Linked DNA regions of Rattus norvegicus: region 1 is linked to region 2. The links are chromatin contacts, called in public Hi-C maps. All regions are on one chromosome and are shown on one strand. The core of a region is the stretch at or near the end of the contact, and the rest is flanking DNA. Distances in the headings are between cores, read along the strand shown.

Region 1 (4,428 bases), core at 1,667-4,166, 320 kb after region 2:
CATTACAGGACATCACCCAAGGAGCTCAGGATAGCCTGGAAGAGAATGTGGGAGTACCTGGAAGAAATTCTGGGGTCAGGCAGGCAGGGTAGGCCTGCAGTAGGAGGAGACACTGCCCGAAGTAGAGGTTGATTTGCTGATTTGTTAAACAGATAAGAACAGGTATCTGCTAGGAAGATGTGTGTACCAGCTGCTGGCACCATGTCTGAGAAGGGAATTGGTTGCTGATTGAGGGAAATTATGAAAAGAAAAGACCCCCTGAGATTGAGGCTGAACAAGGAAAGACCCCTGGCTCCTGGGAGGATAGCCATCTGAGTCTTGGTGGAATCTTGGCAGAGCCTTGCAAAGTCTAGTAAGTCACATAAGCACTGGGGCCAGGAAACTGGGTTTGTGGGGGAAGTGAACAAGAAAGTGGGAACCTTCCTCACAGATACTGAGAGGTGGGAAAGTGGACAGAACAGGTTATGTTTCTTCTGGGGACCAACTTAAAGATGCATTTCCAGCTTACCCCACCTGGGGATCCAGCCCATATACATATAGTCACCAAACCCAGACAATATCGCTGATGCCAAGAAGTGCAAGCCGACAGGAGCCTGATATAGCTGTCTCCTGAGAAGCTCTGCCAGAGCATGACAAACACAGAGGCAAATGCTCATAGCCAACCATTGAACTGAGAACGGGGTCCCCATTGGAGGAGTTAGAGAAAGGATTGTAGGAGCTGAAGGGGTTTGCAACCCCATAAGAACAATAGCCACCAACCAGAGCTCCCAGGGACTAAACTACCAAAGAGTACACATGGACTGACCCAGGCCTCCAGCTGCATATGTAGCAGAGGATGGCCTTGTTGGGCACCAATGGGAGGAGAAGCCCTTGGTCCTGCCAAGGTTGGACACCCCACCCCCACCCCGTGTAGGGAAATGTCAGGGTAGGGAGGCGGGAAGGGGTGGGTGAACACCCTCATAGAAGAAGAGGGAGGGGAGATGGGATAGGGGGTTTATTGATGGAAAACCAGGAAAGGGGATGACATTTGAAATGCAAATAAAAAATATAAAAAAGGGGGGGGGGCTGGAGAGGTGGCTCAGTGGTTAAGAGCATTGACTGCTCTTTCTGAGGTCCTGAGTTCAAATCCCAGCAACCACATGGTGGCTCACAACCATCTGTAATGAGATCTGATGCCCTCTTCTGGTGTGTCTGAAGGCAGCTACAGTGTACTCATACAATAAAATAAAATCTTAAAAAATAAATTTATAAAAAAAAAAAAAGAAAAGAAAAAGAAAAAGAAAAAATGCATTTCCAGGATCCGCCAGCAGGTGGTGTGGGGGACTGCAGACAGACCATTAATTCCACAGGCCAAAATATCCTGACTCAGGACCACAGTGATGCTCAGTGAATTAAGATGTACCCGTAAGCAAAAGGACCCTGCTGACAGAGTTTTCTCTACTGTTAATGTTGGTGAGAGCCAGGGGGCATGGGTGGACCTCAGAATAGACTGCTCCACATTAGCAGTGACATAAGTTCTGGAACACTAGCCTAGAACAGACATAGAGGGAGTGTCAAGGATGGAGGTCTCCAGGCTGGTCAGTGTCTACAACCTTGGTAATGTTAGGGTCTACATGGGGGAAGGTTCTTCTAAAAGATGAAGGGTCCGGGTGAGGATGACGGTATCTAAATGACCATGTGCTAAGTGCCAAGTTCTCTACACACATTCTGTCTTGCAAGCCTTTCAGCCTGTTGTACAGACTAGGGGGAACAAGAAACCTGCCCACAGTCACATATCTAACAAAGGTGGGAAATAGGTCTGCCTAGCTCCAAACACAATGCTCTTTCTATTCAGTCTAGGTGTGTTTGTGTGTGTATAGAAGTACCATGGCTCCTGAAGAAAATATCACCCGATGAGGTTCTCAGTCTAAAGATGTGCCAGCTTACATAAGGCATGTGGCCAACTCGTTAAGGTGGTGCAATCACATCCAAGCTACACTGGAAGGAGCTGGAAATGGGGTTTGCACCACAAAAGACACAGTGCTAGATGCCTTAGGCAACCGAACAGTACCAGGTGAGAGCCGGGTGAGCAGAGCCAGTTCAGGATGTTTATTCTCCCCAGTGTCTGATGTCTTGGCTCCTGGGCTCTGAGAAAGAAGGGATGTCTAGACAGTTTGTAAAGGCTGCTTGAAGACAGCTGTTCTCAAGAGAAGAAAAAGACTCGGTTTGCCGAGTTGAAAAGCAGCCAAAGATAGGGACACATGAAGACTTGGGGTAGACAGAGACCCCAAAGGAGAAAGGAGAGGCTGTGCTGAACCAGAAGTGTGGGGGTGGGGAAGGAAAGGCAAACTGTGGCAGATGGCAAGCAGCCCTGCAGATGGCAGGCCAAGAGATGGTGAGGGGCTCCCAGAAGTGGGGTTTGGAAGTAAAGAGGCTCAATTCTACACCCCAATGGCCAGCTGTCATCTGATATGTCTACTGGGGCACTTGGGTGAGATGGAGGGAGGATGGTACAGGCCCCAGAACAAAGCAAAAGGAAGTGGGGAATCAGTTTGTAGGTTTCTCTTGGACACGGGAGATCTGGTCCACTGTCCCCAGAGGAGAGCGAGGGAGGTGTCTTCAGAGTGGTTTTCAATGTGCATGACCTGTGTGCTGACTTTAGAGGAGCTGGTGGCGGCTGGGTTTCTTGGTGACCTGGATCTTGGCCACCGGTTCCCCATCCACTTCTGAGGTCCTTCCAAATGTTAGCGAGCTGAGTCTCATGCTGAGTCCATCAGTATCGGGGAACAGGAGGACATACAGCTTGAAACAAGGAACTTGGGGGAGATTTTACAGCAGAAGGACCAGACATTAGCATCTGGCATAGGGAAGAGAGAGCTGGGCACACCCTGCTGTGGGTAATGTCCAGAAAGAGAGCAGGTTTCTCCAGGGAGCCAGGGCGCAGTGCCAGACTGCAGGCGGACACACCCTTGCCACGCTGACTCAGGCATCCTGGGGAGACAGAAACACGCCCAAGTTTGGGGCAAAGCTGACGTCTGTTCTGGGCTGAGACTGCCCATTTGGAACAAAGGATTTGCATTTGAGGCAAAATGTCTGAAAAAGCTGCTCTTCATGGGTGGGGAGGGGCAAGGACTGGGAAGGCTCTTCAGGCAAGAAGAAACACAGCTGCTGCCCCCCACCCACAGCATCCGCCAACGTCAGAGCCCTACTGCCAGCTGCTGGCTGCTGAGTAAAGCTCTGGGCTGCTGGGGGCAACTGGCTGGAGCTAGCAAGGCCTTGCCACAAAGGTGGCCATAGACCCCGATCCCAGTGCCTGCACAGTCCCTGGGGTATTGCCCCTCACTCACAAGTGCTGGCTGTTCTCCCAAAGCCTCTGAGACAGGAAGGAAGACCAGCAAGATTCAGATCACCCCACAGCCCTACTCTGACGCTCAGCCTGTCTCAAGGGAAGTCGGCTGTGTGGCCATTCATGGAAGGTCACACTTAAAATGCAGTGTCTGTGAACCATCCTGAGTAAGACTGTTCCTGCTCAAGGTTGACCATGAAGAACACCCACTTGGATACTGTTTGGAGTGGCCTTGTTCCCAGGGTCCCCCTACACTGCACACCAGGTCTAGCCTGGGGACCTGGAGTCAGGAAGGGTATGTTGGTTCCAAACTGAGATTGTTTCTTGTTACAGTGCCCTCCAACCCCCAGCCAGCATCCATGTCATAAAGGGGTGTCACTCCTGTAATCCCAGCACCCCTGCAGGGACCCTGAAACAGCGGTGTGTAGGAAGAGGTCTTGAGCTTGGAGGGAACTCGCACTCTTTAACACCATGAGAGCTCACGCTCCTCCCTCCTAGGAGAAAACACCTTCCCTCAAATAAGACACTGGAGAGTCTGAGTCAGCAAGGCCTGGGCGATGAAGAACACTTAGGGGAGCCCAGAGACCCTTTCCCAGGGGAAGGGAAGGCACATACGGCAGAGAGGGTGCCGGCCCCTTGTCAGAACGTCCTCTTGAGTTACACTCTGGCTGAAGGCACAAAGAAACAATCAGGACCCCTCAGGGCTCCACTGCTGGCACTATGCAGGTTTGAACCTCAGCTCTTCCCTCAAACAGGGACATGGCCAAATGCCCTAGGCTGTCACCTCTCCTTCCCCATCCTGCTTCACAGTATTTGCTGGGGGTCTCAGAGTTAGGAGCAGATGGGAGGAAAACAGGAAAGTCATTTCCCCCAGCTTTTCCCTTGAAAGGCTGCATCACTGACACATGGGAATGTGGACTTTCTGTAACCCTACGGAAAGACCTTTATAAGGCAAGAGAAGAGACTTGGGGATGGGATGGGGAGGTTCCAAAGCCACACAAGTTAAACAGAACCAGAGACCAGACCCCAAACACTCCGACTTCATTCCGAGTGTTGCTTCTTGTGATGCCTTGTCTCTCTGGCTTGGCCTCACACTTACCTGT
Region 2 (4,298 bases), core at 1,487-3,986:
TCTTTACAGTTCTCACTTCCCCCTTTGAATGTCTGTTGAGAGGCAAATCAACTGTGGCCCTACTTTTAGGTGTTAAAATACGTCATCTCCCTGAATGAGGATGCCACTGTGCACGGATTCATAGTACAGCTGCCTTTAGACTCAGAGAATTCCATTAACACAGAGGCAGTCATCAATGCCATTGCCCCTGAGAAGGATGTGGACGGGTGAGTGCTATCCCTGGGTTTTATTTAGCACATGCTTCTGTTCTGGAAGCACCACATTTGTTTCTAGAGGACAGGGGCTCCGAGCGTTCCTTCCTCCTTATTTGACTGTTTTAGGTTGACGAGCATCAATGCCGGGAAGCTTGCCAGAGGTGATCTAAAGGACTGCTTCATTCCGTGCACACCCAAAGGATGCTTGGAACTCATCAAAGAGACAGGTAAGAATGAGGGAAACCAGCAGGAGAACTGCGAGGACTTGCCTCTGCCTTCCAAACACTGGGGTTGCGGGTGTTTTTTACAAGTACACTGGCTCTGAGCCTGTCTCCTCAGCTGTTAAACCACAGCATACATACTCCACAGGGCTGAGGAGAAAACGGGGCATTTTCCTGAGCATCTTTGTGAATCAGGTCCATTTGACTATGACCCACTTCCTCTGTATTACTGAATATCTAGAAGGCTCTTTCTTTTTTTTTTTTTTTTTTTGGTTCTTTTTTTCGGGGCTGGGGACCGAACCCAGGGCCTTGCGCTTCCTAGGCAAGCGCTCTACCACTGAGCTAAATCCCCAACCCCTAGAAGGCTCTTTCTTAGGAAGCTGTGCCTTCCTGTTGCTTCAAGACAACTTGCCTCAAAACCAAGGATTCAAGGCTGGAGAGATGGCTCAGTGATTAAGAGCACTAACTGCTTTTCTAGAGGTCCTGAGTTCAATCCCCAGCAACTGCATGGTGGCTCACAACCATCTGTAATGGGATCTGATGACCTCTTCTGGTGTATCTGAAGACAGTGACAGTGTACTCATGTATAATAAATAAATAGATCTTTAAAAAACCCAAGGATTCAGCCCCCTGCACTGAAAGCAAGAATAAGCAAACAAAAGACCAGAGAGAGTTTTGCCAAGAGATAAAAGAACCGAGATTTGAACCCAGGGTTATGTGCATTCAAAGCAGTTTATTTCGTGTGTGTGTGTGTGTGTGTGTGTGTGTGTGTGTGTGTGTGTGTGTGTGTGTGTGGTAGAGTGGGGTGGGTTAGGGTAGGTTAGGGTGGATTAGGAATCCTAAATGGCGGTAAGAACTCCAACAGTATAAAGTGAGCAAAGATGTGGGCTCCTGTCCCTGGAAGCAGCCCCAAGTCAACTGTGGTTCCAACACTAGACAGATGGCTGGAATGGATCTCCTGAACATTCACCCCACGTTACTTCATTGCCTAGCTAGTACCTTCATATTTTAGTTTCCTTATGCATGCTTTTAGCAGAGTTTATTTTTTCCAAAGAAATGAATCCTGTTAGAAAGAAGTAGGTCAGAAGTTTCAAGTGAGGCATTTGGCCAGCATTAGTAACGAAAGTTGTCTGTGGTTGGCCAGCAAAGGGTCAAGCCGGAAGCCTTGGTCCGGCTGTGAAAGCTCAGAGCTACAATTTATATTCTTCAGTATGTTTAGCCAATGTTAATTACAGCTTTATAGAAAAGAATCCCCTGAGCTACTAACACCTGTGGCTTCCTGATGTCTCACAAACCAATGTTGCCCTAAGGTAGCTCAAATCTTTGCTGAGTCCTAATTTGTATAGTAGTGTCATTGATTGATTGCTTGATTTGCAGTGCAGAGAGTGAAAGCCAGGGGCTCCAGCATGTTAGACAGTAGTTCAATAGTTGACCCATTCATTCAACCCAGCATCATACTTGTTAATTGGTTCCAACTACGAGGACTTCAATTCTTGTATAGTCATGATGTTAGCATTCTCTAAGTGCTGGTCTGATGAAGTTTCAAGAAGTATGGTTTAAATATCGAGCGAGGGTTTCTAATTTTTCAGCCTTGCCGGGGGTGGGGGGTAGAGTGGCCAGGCAGAGTATTTCAGAGCACTCTGCTTCCTTCTATGTGGGAAGCGCACTTCAGGCCCCTCCCTCACGATAACCCCATGCCGCTCCCTCCCTGCTCTCGTCTCATGCTAGACAGTCACAGACTGCATCTCACAGGCCAGGGGATGAGGGAGAGCTCGGGTCACCTCTGTGGGATGCAGGTTTCAGTTCTAAAAAGCACATCAAGGCCTGCCTATGCTCTAGAGAGAATACTCAGGGCCAATCCAGGCAACCTAGTGTCTCAAAGAAGCACAAGCCTTGGGGTAGTTCAGTGGAAGAGCCCTGGCCTGTCCTGTGTGAGGCCTTGAGTTTGGTCTCCTGCACTCAGCACTGGGGTGAGGTGGGGGATGTTGTCACAGTGCCAGGAGTACAGCTGCTGAGTCAGCGAAAAGTTCTCCGGCCTCTTGCCGTCTGCTCTCACTCCCCCACAGATATAACCTGTGGTTCAGGCCCTAAGCCAGACAGAACTTTGGATAAGAAACTGTATGAATAAATTCACTGAATTTGGAAAGTCTTACTGATACTAATCTAATTTCCTCCTTTGCTCTGACCCTGTTCTGCACGCTGTAGTTTTCACGACTGTTTTGCCCGTGTGGTTTAATCTGATAGCTACTTCCATATGGCTGTTAGCTGTGTGTTGAGGTTTCTTTTTTGAGTGTAGGATTTCTTCCCACTCTCTTATGACTCAATGAACAGATCTTGGCCTAAGCAGATCTCCAAACCCTACTGCAGGAAGGATGGCGCCCAAGTCCCAGTCTGAAGCTGGTGCTGATACTGTGGTTGTCGAAGGAGCCTTCTTAGGAAGGTTTCAGTTTGGCACCCAGAACCTGCTTCTATGCACTTTGTTCTGTGTTCTATCCGGGGGGCGTGTGGAGGAGGGCCGCTGCTTCTCCCTCTCGAATGTGTGCTGGCTTCTCTTCCAGGAGTGCAGATTGCAGGAAGGCACGCCGTGGTGGTCGGGCGAAGTAAAATAGTTGGTGCACCCATGCACGACCTGCTTCTGTGGAACAATGCCACGGTGACCACCTGCCACTCCAAGACTGCCGATCTGGACAAGGAGGTAGGAGGTGCAGAGTAGTGTGGACATCCAGCCTGCGTGCACGTGTGCGTACATTGTCTCTCTTCACCCCAGTAACTATGCTGCACTTCATGTCTCATTTTCCAAGAGGAAGGAACAAATTCAAATCACAAGCATGTCGCCATTTATCCAGATGTTTCTGACTTCTACACCAGCGTGCCCGGTGACAGGCAGGGTTTAGCAGTGCCGTCAGTGTACTGGTGCCATGCTCAGATCTCCTGGGCATGTTGCTGGCCTTGGGGATGGAGGTACTCCAGAAGAGGCTGAACCGTGGGCATCTTTAGCTGTTCTCAGTTATTTTATTATTGTTAGGTTGGGGTTGAACCCCTGAGAGTAGGCAGTATTTTACCACTGAGTTACATTCTTGGCTCCAGCAGCAGTAAGCTCCAGATCCTTATGTTGGGTTTCTGAGTCCAAAAATGTTCATATGGCTGTGTCCCCGTGGGCAGTGTAGTTTTATGTGTGATTAGAGAACAAAATGGAAGCCTGGCACCCCCTTTTTAATATACTCAAATTGTCCCGTGATTACGGTGGTAGCAATTGCATTCCTTAAAGGAGGGTTACATCACCATGAGTGTTGTCCTGAGTCTGAGGCTCCAAACCTCTGCTCCCTCCAGCCCTCACTGGCTCTCATTGTCTTTCCTGTTAGGAAAAACACCTAGGGAAAGGGGGCTTCTGGCTTGTATAGGATTGAGCACAGTGTGAGATTGGGCCAGCAGGAACTCTGTGGTTTGCATTTGAAACCTTACCCAGTGTCCCTGAAAGTGTTGATAACTAAAAAGGTAATACCACGACTCATGATTTTCCTTTCTCTCTCTCTCTCTCTCTCTCTCTCTCTCTCTCTCTCTCTCTCTCTCTCTCTCTGTGTGTGTGTGTGTGTGTGTGTGTGTGTGTGTGTTTTGATTATTAATTTAATTCTGGATCCCTCCCTCTCCCTAGGTAAATAAAGGAGACATTCTGGTGGTTGCAACAGGACAGCCTGAGATGGTGAAAGGGGAGTGGATCAAGCCTGGAGCTGTGGTCATAGACTGTGGGATCAATTATGTTCCAGGTGAGTGGTGCTGGGCAGAGAACCGCAACCCTCATTTTATATCAAGTCGCAAGGCTTAGTGAGCCTGGCTGTGAGTAGGTGAGAGGTAGCTGTCTTCTGCGGGCTCCCCACTGCTCTGT

What was found. Hi-C and Micro-C count contacts between places; a contact is called where the count stands out from the background.
Region 1: a contact with region 2 is called in a Hi-C map of frontal cortex, with 2.3 times the contacts expected there. The contact joins two enhancer-like sites.

What each region holds. Positions count from the first base shown.
Region 1 is chr6:101,055,070-101,059,497 of GRCr8, forward strand. It overlaps a transcript of Sptb not described here. Among named protein-coding and RNA genes, the nearest start is that of Plekhg3, 58 kb to the left of the region's middle. Within about 2 kb of position 2,917, at least 31 of the 93 cell types and tissues checked have an H3K27ac peak or open chromatin away from gene starts, as enhancers often do.
Region 2 is chr6:100,738,360-100,742,657 of GRCr8, forward strand. Mthfd1 (methylenetetrahydrofolate dehydrogenase, cyclohydrolase and formyltetrahydrofolate synthetase 1) reads left to right here. Exons shown (of 28, transcript NM_022508.2): 5 at 70-206; 6 at 321-421; 7 at 2,974-3,110; 8 at 4,068-4,179. Among named protein-coding and RNA genes, the nearest start is that of Mthfd1, 27 kb to the left of the region's middle. Within about 2 kb of position 2,737, at least 12 of the 93 cell types and tissues checked have an H3K27ac peak or open chromatin away from gene starts, as enhancers often do.